Linked DNA regions of Mus musculus: region 2 is linked to region 1. The links are chromatin contacts, called in public ChIA-PET maps. All regions are on one chromosome and are shown on one strand. The core of a region is the stretch at or near the end of the contact, and the rest is flanking DNA. Distances in the headings are between cores, read along the strand shown. Region 1 overlaps Gm46375 (a long non-coding RNA gene). Region 2 overlaps Ak7 (adenylate kinase 7).

Evidence for each region. ChIA-PET counts read pairs in DNA pulled down with a chosen protein or histone mark.
Region 2: a contact with region 1 is called in an SMC1A ChIA-PET map of the G1E-ER4 cell line, with 8 read pairs. The contact joins two enhancer-like sites. A contact is called at or near these places in 1 of 15 datasets of contacts at CTCF or cohesin (the G1E-ER4 cell line) and 1 of 115 datasets of contacts at active chromatin or transcription factors (embryonic stem cells).

What each region holds. Positions count from the first base shown.
Region 1 is chr12:105,018,933-105,024,611 of GRCm38.p6, reverse strand. Gm46375 (a long non-coding RNA gene) reads left to right here. Exons shown (of 2, transcript XR_003950255.1): 1 at 1-2,204. Among named protein-coding and RNA genes, the nearest start is that of Gm46375, 5.0 kb to the left of the region's middle. Within about 2 kb of position 2,246, at least 48 of the 459 cell types and tissues checked have an H3K27ac peak or open chromatin away from gene starts, as enhancers often do. A contact at or near this core is called in the G1E-ER4 cell line, where this site is marked.
Region 2 is chr12:105,755,443-105,761,121 of GRCm38.p6, reverse strand. All of the region lies in intron 12 of Ak7 (adenylate kinase 7), which reads right to left. Among named protein-coding and RNA genes, the nearest start is that of Papola, 26 kb to the left of the region's middle. Within about 2 kb of position 2,796, at least 60 of the 459 cell types and tissues checked have an H3K27ac peak or open chromatin away from gene starts, as enhancers often do. A contact at or near this core is called in the G1E-ER4 cell line, where this site is marked.

The sequences.
Region 1 (5,679 bases), core at 997-3,496:
GGCTGCTTGGCCCTCTCTTCTCAGAAATGTGTGTTCTCCTCCTATGTATTTCCTATGCTTCGCCCATTCCCCTGTGGGTTCCCAGGCAGAAATGGTTGTGTAGCCTGGTGCCTTCACACTGTTCCTGGCCTGTAGGGTCTGCTCAGTACATAATTCTAACATAAGGGACAGGAAACACCGTAAATAATTCAGGACAGTGCCTCTACAAGTCTCAAAGTATGAAACTCAAAATATAGTACCCCTCTCCCAGAGGATGCCTGAGACCACAAATAGAACTGAATCCTGTATACATACTATGTTTTTACATCCATGTGTTACCTGTGATTAAAGTCAACTTATAAATGAACTGAAGGAAGAACAGTAGCAACAATAATAGCAACAAGACCGTGATAGCAACACTGTAGCTATAGTTCTACCACTGTGGTCCCTCCACACATTTCTGCCTTCTCCAGGAAGAACTCTACAGCTTCTCTTTGGCATATTCAAGTTGCCAACATCCCCGGGACTCTGAGGACACAAGTAAGACAGGGTGACATAAACACAGGGGTTGCCATACCCAGCGGGAGACCTGAAGACCAGCATAGCCACTAACCGGCTCACAGGCAGGTAGCGCATACCGTGTGAATACTCTAGACTGGCAGTGGATACTCTAGGCGGGCAGCGCATACCGTGTGGATACGCTAGGCGGGCAACACATACCGTGTGGATACGCTAGGCGGACAGCGCATACCGTGTGGACACTCTAGGCGGGCAGCGCATACCGTGTGGATACTCTAGGCGGGCAGCGCATACCGTGTGGATACTCTAGGCAGGTAGCGCATACCGTGTGGATACTCTAGGCAGGTAGTGCATACCGTGTGGATACGCTAGGCGGGCAGCGCATACCGTGTGGATACTCTAGGCGGGCAGCGCATACCGTGTGGATACTCTAGGCAGGTAGTGCATACCGTGTGGATACTCTAGGCAGGTAGTGCATACCGTGTGGACACTCTAGGCGGGCAGCGCATACTGTGTGGATACTCTAGGCGGGCAGCGCATACCGTGTGGATACTCTAGGCAGGTAGTGCATACCGTGTGGATACGCTAGGCGGGCAGCGCATACCGTGTGGATACTCTAGGCGGGCAGCGCATACCGTGTGGATACTCTAGGCGGGTAGTGCATACCGTGTGGATACTCTAGGCGGGTAGTGCATACCGTGTGGACACTCTAGGCAGGCAGCGCATACCGTGTGGATACTCTAGGCGGGCAGCGCATACCGTGTGGATACTCTAGGCAGGTAGTGCATACCGTGTGGATACGCTAGGCGGGCAGCGCATACCGTGTGGATACGCTAGGCGGGCAACACATACCGTGTGGATACGCTAGGCGGGCAGCGCATACCGTGTGGACACTCTAGGCGGGCAGCGCATACCGTGTGGATACTCTAGGCAGGCAGTGCATACCGTGTGGATACTCTAGGTGGGCAGCGCATATAGTGTGGATACTCTAGGCAGGCAGTGCATATGGTGTGGATACACTGAGCAAAGCATGATTCACTTTCCCCGCACGCCGAGTTGGATGCCGAGCAGCTGCAAGCTGCTGAGGAGGAGTTTGCCTTGAACTCTTGGCTGCTCACTGGTAACTGAAACTGTGGCAAACCAAACTGCTCCTCAGCAAAGGTTCCGGTGCTGACCATAGATGCCACAGAAAGAGACAAAGCACCTGTGTGCCTGGGGTTCTGGGGTGAGGCGTCTGCTTTGCATGCAAAAGGCCCTCACTTCAAGTCCCAGACTCACAGCTCCTGCCGCCATGCTAGATAGGACATTAGGAGGAAAACTACCCTGTCCAGTCCTGAACACCTCACAGTCGTGCAATGACACATGCAAGAATGTCACTAAGAACTGGCAGGAACTAGGGTGAGGGGACCTGACAGAAACACTTCAAGGGGCCAGAGAAAGCTCAGGGGATGACACTGAGGCTGCCACTCAAGAGAGTCTCCATGGAAGAGGGAAGAAAAACCTGGCAGGCGGTGGTGGCGCACGCCTTTAATCCCAGCACTTGGGAGGCTGAGGCAGACCTGGCTCGGAGTCTGATAGGGAATCTTTCCTTAGGAGAGAAGATCCTAGAAAGCCTCGCTCCCCAGTCAGGAGAGCACTTGGTTGGAACTCTGAGCATGGACTGGAGGCAGCTGAACCCACAGAGCAGCCAGCGAGCCCGACTGACTGTAAGTGAGGCAGCACTATTCCAGTCTGGGGTGGGGGAGGGGCCATGGGAGGAGATCAGAAACCCTGCAGAAAGGAAAGGCGCCATCTGTGATTGTCTGGTTGGAGGTTATGGTGAGCCCTGCTGGCTGCTTGCTAACTCGGGGGAAATGGAAGGAAGATGGGCTGTCACAAGACTTCTGTACATCGAGATTCTCAAGGCACCTGAGGGACACCTAAATCATCAGGCTACAGCTGAAAGAGGAGAGTGTTTCCACGACTGCCTGTACCATAAAATTACTTTGAATAATAACAGAGGTAGGCGTGGGCCTCGAGAGAAAAGCCAGACAAGGGTAAAACCCTGGGTCTGTGTGCTTGTGGAAGGACAGCCATGAAGATTGAAAAGGAGGAAGGAAAGAAGACAGAGATGGGAAATGTCCAAGCCACAGCAAGGCCAGGTGAGGGCCCAGGCTTCCTGCTTTGGGCCGTGAGGGAAGTGTGACCGGAGACTGATTCCTGACCACTGGTGGCCGCTTGCCCTTTCAGTTCGGGAAAGAGTTGGGAGGAATTTGCCACCTTGTCTCCCAGCTGTGAGTGGCCCCTGTGTGTGAGCCTGTGTTTGTTCTAAAGCATCTAGAGAGCCTGTGAAGTAAGCAGAGGGCCCCACCATTTTCCCCACGCATGTCAATAGCAAGCAAGAATCTGCACAAGATTGAAGAAGTGGCCTTCCTGCAGAGGCTGGTAGCTGTCCCTTTCGCCCTGGTGCTTGTAAGACCTTCAGTGTCTGTGGCCACTGGGGTGGGCGTACCTTCTGTTAGCCTTTCCATTGACTTGTTTTCTGCCTACTGATTTTGACTGTTCACCAGGAAGTGTGTGGCACTTGCTGTGTGTGTGTGTGTGTGTGTGTGTGTGTGTGTGTGTGTGTGTGTACCCACTCCACCGTAGAGGAGATTTAGAATCAAAGGTTGTATTAGTCAGGGTTCTCTAGAGTCACAGAACTGACGGGTCGTCTCTATATAGTAAGGGAATTTGTTGATGACTTACAGTCTGTAGTCCAACTCCCAACAGTGGTCAGCAGCAGCTGTGACAGGATCTAGCAGTTGCTCAGTCCCACAAGGCAAGCAGGAGAAGAAGAGAGAGAGTAAATCTTCCTTCTTACAATGCCCTTATGTAGGTCTCCAGCTGAAGGTGTGGCCCAGATTAAAGGTGTGTGGCACCATACCTTTAATCCCAGATGACCTTGAACTTGGAAATCTCTCTGTCTTAATCTTCTAGGATTCATAGCCACTATGCCTCAAGGTCTCCATGCCAAGATCCAGGTCAGAAACTTGTATCTCCCAGCCTCCAGATTAGGGTCACTGGTGAGCCTTCCAATTCTGGATTGTAGCTCATTCCAGTTATAGTCAAGTTGACAGCCAGGAATAGCCACTACAAAGGTCTTTAAAGTCAGGGGAAGTTGCAGTTTTAAGGGCTGGCAGCAACCACTTGGAAAGCACACTTTCTGTCTGGTCAGGGGCCAGTGATCAGCAGCAGGACCCTAAGGCATCCTGAAGCTAGGCTTTTACAGTGAAACATGGTCTTCACTATTCAGGAAGGCTCCCGTCCAACCAAGAATTATGATGGAGATGAGGTTGGAGAGGTGGCTCAGGGGATACACTGCGAGCCACACCAACAGGAGGACCTGAGCTCAGTACTCAGCATACACATAACATGCTTAGCATAGTAGCATGAGTGCTAGGAAGTCGGGGACAGAGGCTCCCCAGAGCTTGCTGGCCAGGGGACTAGCCAATCGATGCCCTCCACATTCAGTGAGAGACCCTGCCTCAAAAACCAAAATGGAGGGCTGGCGAGATGGCTCAGCGAGTAAGAACACTGACTGCTCTTCTGAAGGTTCTGAGTTCAAATCCCAGCAACCACATGGTGGTTCATAACCACCCGTAATGAGAGTTAATACCCTCTTCTGGTGTGTCTGAAGACTGCTACAGTGTACTTACATATTATAATAATAAATAAATCTTTGGGCCGGAGGGAGCAGAGGTCCTGAGTTTAATTCCCAGCAACCACATGATGGCTCACAACCATCTGTACAACTACAATGTACTCATATACATAAAATAAATAAATATTTTTTAAAAAAAGACTGCTGCAGGCAGTCACAGCTGCTCTGACGAAGGTGGTAAAGGCTGTTGTGCTGTGAGGACAACACCCTACAGGTCACTCTCAGCCTTCACGTGGACCTATCTGACATTTTTAAGCCCTGCCACCCAGCTCAAGAGCGCCTGCCTGTCTGTCTGTGGTTGCACAAAGTACCACAAAGCCTTCCTGGGTTCTTCCAGCCTAACTAGGATGCCAAGGCCACGCCTCTGGGAGTCAGCCAGGGCGGGGCTCCTGGACCTCCCTCAGCTTTCTGGGCACCCTGCCTATCACAGCTTCTAATATTATCACAGGTTCAGAAAATAAAGAGAAACGCTCTAGTGGCTTTGAAAACTGTTGTCCCCGGAGAGCAAACACCCAAACCGCTCCTTTTCCCACCTAGTAGAGACCTTCCTCAGAAGACGCATTCTCTTCCAGAGTTGCTTTCTGTTTCAAGGAGTGGGGATTCAGTTCATCACAGGAGGAAACATTCGGGCAGATCTTCAAATTCATGGCACACGTTCTGCACGCTCCTCCCAGGAAGACAGCAAGAACTGGTGGTCCCTTTGCTGGGTGTCGGAGCCTGTGGAGATAAGGCATCTGGCCCTGCCCAGCCAGCTAGAGATGTGTGAGGCCCAGAGAAGAGCCCAGTCAGGAGGCTTTGATCCTGGAGGCTTTTGTGCTCTGCCAATCCCCCCTGGGCTGGAAACATTGATCTTATGAAGTCTGCATGTGGATTTCAAAAGGAAAGGGAACAAGCAGGCCAGGTCTGCAATACGCGGCTGTTTAAATATGAATGATGAAGCGGGGAGGGTGGACGACCTTCAGCGTAGTGAACACACAGTTCATGTTTGGTCACCAAGGAGAGAGCTGAGCAGAGACGAGACTTTCCTGGTACACAGCAGTTCCGAGAAAACAAAACCACATTCATTATGTGTAGTGGGCTCGTTGGCCTGGCAAGCTCGGTGCCATCAGCCCGAAGCTCTGTTTTCTTTTCTTTTCTTTTCTTTTCTTTTTTTTAAATTTTAATTAGGTATTTTCTTCATTTACATTTCCAATGCTACCCCAAAAGTCCCCCATACCCTTCCCCCCATCCCTACCCCCCACCCCACTTCTTGGCCCTGGTGTTCCCCTATACTTAGGCATATAAAGTTTGCACGACCAATAGGCCTCTCTTTCCACTGATAGCCAACTAGGCCATCTTCTTATACACATGCAGCTAGAGACACGAGCTCCGAGGGGTACTGGTTAGTTCATATTGTTGTTCCACCTATAGGGTTGCAGACCCCTTTAGCTCCTTGGGTTCTTTCTCTAGCTCCTCCATTTTGCACAGGCAGATAATAAACAGGACCGGACGACTTCAGC
Region 2 (5,679 bases), core at 1,547-4,046, 740 kb before region 1:
GGAAGAATTTCCTCTCATTTTACCTTTTACTTTATTTATTTATTTATTTATTTATTTATTTATTTATTTATTTATTTATTTATTTATTTTTGGGTTTTTCCAGACAGGGTTTCCTGCTCTATGGACCAGGCTGGCCTTGAACTCACAAAGATCTATCTGCCTCTGCCTCCCGAGTGTTAGGATTAAAGGTGTGCGCTAAGCACTCTAAGCACTCTGAAGCTTCTTTTCGTTTTTAATTTATGTGCCCCTGTGTGTGTGCATGCCTGTGTGTATCACATGTGTGTGTATCACGTGTGTGTGTGTGTGTCCTTAGAAGGCATTGGATCTCCTGGAACTGGGATCCAATGTGGTTCTAGGTGGTTCTAAGCTGCCCGATGTGCTAGGAACCTCTCCAAGGGCAGTGCATACTCTCCAGCCCTCCTCCCTTTTATTATTATTCTTTTTACATGCTATTTATTTTGTGGGTACACACGTGCCATCGGGTGCATCTTGAGGTCAGAGGACAATTGTGAGAGTCAGTTCTCTTCTGCTACTGAGGTGCATAGACTGCCTGCTTCTGCACTCTCTTGCAGAAGGTTTTCTCTCTCTCTCTCTCTCTCTCTCTCTCTCTCTCTCTCTCTCTCTCACACACACACACACACACACACACACACACACACACACACAGAGCAAGAGCGGTAAGGCTCACCTCTGCACTCTCCCTGAGAAGCACGATAAGACTTCCTTTCTGCAGTTTGCCTCTATATTGCCTCACAGAAGCCCTGCTCCCCCTCCTGCCTTGCAGCAAACGTGGGGGTTCACCCCACCTCCCTAACTGCTCCAAGGGGACTCAAGGAGCTGAGAGTGCCAGCCGAAATAAGATAGACCACAAGAACTCGGCTTTGGTGGCACCAAGGCCAGCAGCCTCCTAGATAACCAGGTGCAGCTGGTGCCTGTCCTTGAAGAAAGGAGATTAGGGTCCCACACTTAAATCATAGAAAGCAGTTAATCAGAGGACACAGACAGTTATAGCCGGCTGTAAAACTAGTTCCTGATAGCCCCACAAAAGACACTCTTTAATCACCCCCCCCCAGCTTCAGTTCCATCCTACCAAACCCCACCTCCACCCCCCTTCACCCTAAGCATTCTAAGAACGTCTAAGGGCACTGTATAAACACAGTGTTTTCTGAGCTCAGGATTGCACGCCAGAACCTACGGGGTCTTGCGATCCTAGTCAGGACTGGACATTTAAAGAAAAAGACTATTTTGCAAATTGCAGCAGACTTCACAACTCTTGGGCTTGTCTGGGTTTCCCGAGGACTCAGGGCATAGCACTACCACATGGGTCTTAGAGGAGCTAGAACTCAGGCCATCATCTTGGCTGCAGTCGCCTTTACCCCTGAGCCATCTCACTGCCCCTCAGTGCTGACCTTAACATATAGTAGTAAATCACTACTTCTGTTGTGGGAGTTGAGCGAGACAGTATTTGAGTATTTTGTGTTGCAGGATATTTGATCATACTGTGAACACCAAAATTTGCTGGAAAAAAAAAAAAACAAAACACAACTATTTCTAGTTGTGGTGTGTCTCAACCTCAGCACACACCTTTTATCCTTCTGGATGGAATACAGACAAGACCTTAGTACGAACCTTTAATCCCAAACAATGAAGGTAAAGGTAGTTACAATGAAGGATTCACCCATGTTTGAAAGTGGTGTCTAATTGAGCGGCAGACAAAATGATGAACCAGAGAAAGATTTGACAGAGTAGGATATGCCCAATTCTCACTAGAAGAGAGAGAAAAGGGAAGATAGAGATAAGAAAGGGCAGCAGAAGAAGTAGGCAGTTTTACTGGCAACGTTGTACAGGTTGAAGAGAGAACAAGCTAGACACAGGTGAAGACGGAAAGAGCCAGAGAATGAGAAGGAGCCAAGGATTAGAATAGATTGCCAAAATTAGTATGAGGCCAAGCAGAGCAATTCAGGAAAGAAGCCAGATTGAATCAGCCAGCTTAGAGAGGAGTTTGAGCCAGAACAGCTGAGTTGACCAGCCAGCCAGAGGGCAGAGAGAACAAAAGAGGTGAGCTTACTCAGGAGCAAGTCTCAGGGGCTGAGAACAGTCTAGGCACAGGTAAGGTTGTGTGGAGGCCAGAAGCTTCTGAGAGTAAGCCTCAGAGATGACAATTATTACATATCAAAGCAGACCTGGCCTCCAGGCTCTCTCAGAATCCCTCAGTCTCTACCTGGCATACCCTGTTCCCACCCCCACCCTGAACTTTCCAGCCCAGGGACAGGGCTGCCCTTTCCCAGAGGCTCCTATATAATCAAGACATTTTCTTCTCTCTCTCTCTCTCTCTCTCTCTCTCTCTCTCTCTCTCTCTCTCTCTCTTTCTCTCTCTCTCTCTCTCCCCCTCCCTCTCCCCCTCTCATCTTCTCCTCTTCCCTCTCCTCTTTGTCTCTGTCTCTCTTCTCTCTCCTTATCTCTCTTTCTCTCTTTTCTCTCCTTATCTCTCTTTCTCTTCTCTCTCACCCCCCTTCTCTCTCCCTCTCCTCTTTCTCTTCTCTCTCCGCCCCTCCCCACACCTCTTTGCATTTTTGAAGACATCCCTGGCCTCAATCAATCCTTGGGGTCAGAGGGCAGCTTCCCAGTAAACCTGCCTATATATAATCTAATCTAGGCTCATTCCATCGGCGGAGAAACAACTTATCGATTACATTTTACAATTTTGCTAACACGGGCATTTAGGTTGAGACTCTATCTCAGTGGTAGAACATGTGCTCGGCACAGATGGGGACCTGCGTTTTACATACACACTGTCCTCCACCCTATCCTCCACCCTATCCCTCCCCAACAAAAGGAGGCGCTCAGTAAATATTTGCTGGATCTGAACAGCAAACTCAAACTGACTTTAAACACGTTCAGAAAAGGGCTGAGGCCAGAGCCTAGAGGCTCAGCACCTGCTGGGTGCACCCTGGGTTTGCTACTCCTAGCACCTTAAATAATAATTAATAAAATTAGTCCTTAAAAATGAAGCTGCAGTCAGACTGTGCTCGCCCCGCCCCCACACCCTCTCCTCCAGGTCACATTTCTGACCTTTGCCCTTTGAGAGGTTCTTTCTTTAGCCCCAACCCAGAGTTCCTGGAAACTGCTAGGAGAGCCTGAGAGGGAGGAGTCTGCTCTACAGAGGGCTTGGCAGGTCAATTGCAGTGTGCACGCCTCCTCTGCAGCCGGCTACCATTTCCCGGCTGTGGTCACGTTCAAGGCGCCCTGTCTGTCCATGGCTTGATGAGGCCTAAAAGCTAGTGTGTCTCCCAAGCCCCAAAGACTCTTCCAGGCCACACATCGCACCTTCAGCTTACCAGGGAGTCTGAGATGTGAAATCAATAGTTTGGGGCCACTTGTTATCATTTTATAGATGACAACAAAATGATCTCATTAAAATATCTCTCAAGCTGGGTATGGTACCACAGGCAGGCAGGATATATATATATATATATATATATATATATATGAATGAATGAGGTGATAGTCCATTTGATAGAGTGTTTGCCCAGCACACGCTCGACTCCAGGTTTGATCCCCAGCACTACATACAGGATATGGTGGCACACACCTGCAATACCAGCACTCAGGAGTGAGGGGCAGGAGGACCAGGAGGACCAGGAATTCGAGACCACCCTTCACTACTTAGCCAGTTTGGGGCCAGCCTTGGCTACAAGAGACTCTGCCTCAAAATGAACAAACGAACAAAATATGTAAAAAACAACAAAGCAAAGCAAAGGAAAAACCTTTCCTTTCTTCTACTTTCTGTATCACACAGGTCACTGGTAGTAAGAATTCAGAAAGTCTTGTCTTTCAGAAACTCAAGTGTCGTGCTGAAACAAACAAGAAGTCAAAGGTAAGCCGGGAGTGGTGGCGCACGCCTTTAATCCCAGCACTCAGGAGGCAGAGGCAGGCGGATTTCTGAGTTCGAGGCCAGCCTGGTCTACAAAGTGAGTTCCAGGACAGCCAGGACTACACAGAGAAACCCTGTCTCAAAAACACCAAAAAAAAAAAAAAAAAAAAAAAAAGAAGAAGAAGTCAAAGGTATTGTTTAGGACAAGAGATTCCCCCTGATGACTCCACACCACTTTCCTGTAAAGTTCGTAGTTGGCACAAAGAAATAAGTAAAGAAGTAAATTCAGCCGGGCAGTGGTGGTGCACGCCTTTAATCCCAGCACTCAGGAGGCAGAGGCAGGCGGATCCCTGAGTTCGAGGCCAGCCTGGTCTACAGAGTGAGTTCCAGGACAGCCAGGGCTACACAGAGAAACCCTGTCTCGAAAAACCAAAAGAGAGAGAGAGAGAGAGAGAGAGAGAGAGAGAGAGAGAGAGAGAGAGGTGTCCAGTAGGTGAGAATGGAGTTCCTACTGCAGTTTTTAGTCACTTGGAATAGGAGAGGCATGGCCAATGCAGTGGTTTGAATAAGGAATGTCCCCCACAGGCATGGGTGTTTGAACCCCTGGCTGCTCTGGTTTGGGAACTTTAGGCCATGTGTACATGATTGAGTGCTGGCTTTGAGTGTTTTATAGTCTCGCCTCCTTCTTGCTCTCCCTATGCCTCATGCTTGGACTTGAAGATGTAAACCCCCCACTTCCTACTCCTGCTGCCACACCTGCTGCTTGCTGCCATGCCTCCCCAGAGGGACTCTTCCTGCTCTGGAACCGTAAGCTCAAGTAATTTATAAGTTGCTTTGGTCATGGCGTTTCATGACAGCAACAGAAGAGTAATACAGAGAGGTACACTAAGGGATTGCCTACATGTCTTTCTCTGGACGACTCTTGGCTCCCTAGAGATAATCCATGACCTTTGGACAGTGTCGAGCTCTATCTGAGGCAGGGGACTGCCCCTTTATGCTTGCCTGTTCAGGGATAAAAGTTACAATGTTCATTTGAGGGTCACAGTAGGGTGTATGTGATGTACTCAGGAAATAGGATGGTAACCATAGAGAAGCAGGTGAACTCCTCCCTCATCTCTTACTCGTGACAGAAGCAGCAAGAATCTGCTTAACACAAATCTCTCCAATAGGATATAAACTGTAATCTCCAAAACAACATTTATTTTGGAGTCTGGCGAGATGCTCAGCCATTCAGAGAGCACTGGCTGTTCTCCCAGAGAACCCTGTTTATTAAATCTCTAGTGCTCATCTAGCAGCAGGAAACCACCAGCAACTCATGGATAATTGTTTGTTTGTTTGTTTGTTTTTATTTAAAGAGATTTTTGTTTCATGTGTCTAGGTGTTTTTGCCTGTATGTATGAGCACCACACACATGCTCGGTGCCTGTGGAGGTCAGAAGAAGATGTCAGATCCTCCGAAACTAGAGTGATTCAGGGTTGTGAGCTTCTGTGTGGGTGCTGGGAATTGAATGAACGCAGGTCCTCTTCAATAGCACCCCTTGTTCTCAACCCCTGAACAAACTCTCTAGTCCTCTCATTTTTCGTCTCTTGACTCATCTCTCCCACCAACCTCCATCCATCTTCTCCTCTCTTCAACTTCTATAATCCCCTTTATATTTGACTTTTGTTTTGTTTTGTTTTTGTTTTTTAAGACAGGGTTTCTCAGGCTGGTGAGATGACTCAGCAGTTAAGAGCGCCAACTGCTCTTCCAAAGGTCCAGAGTTCAAATCCCAGCAACCACATGGTGGCTCACAACCATCCGTAACA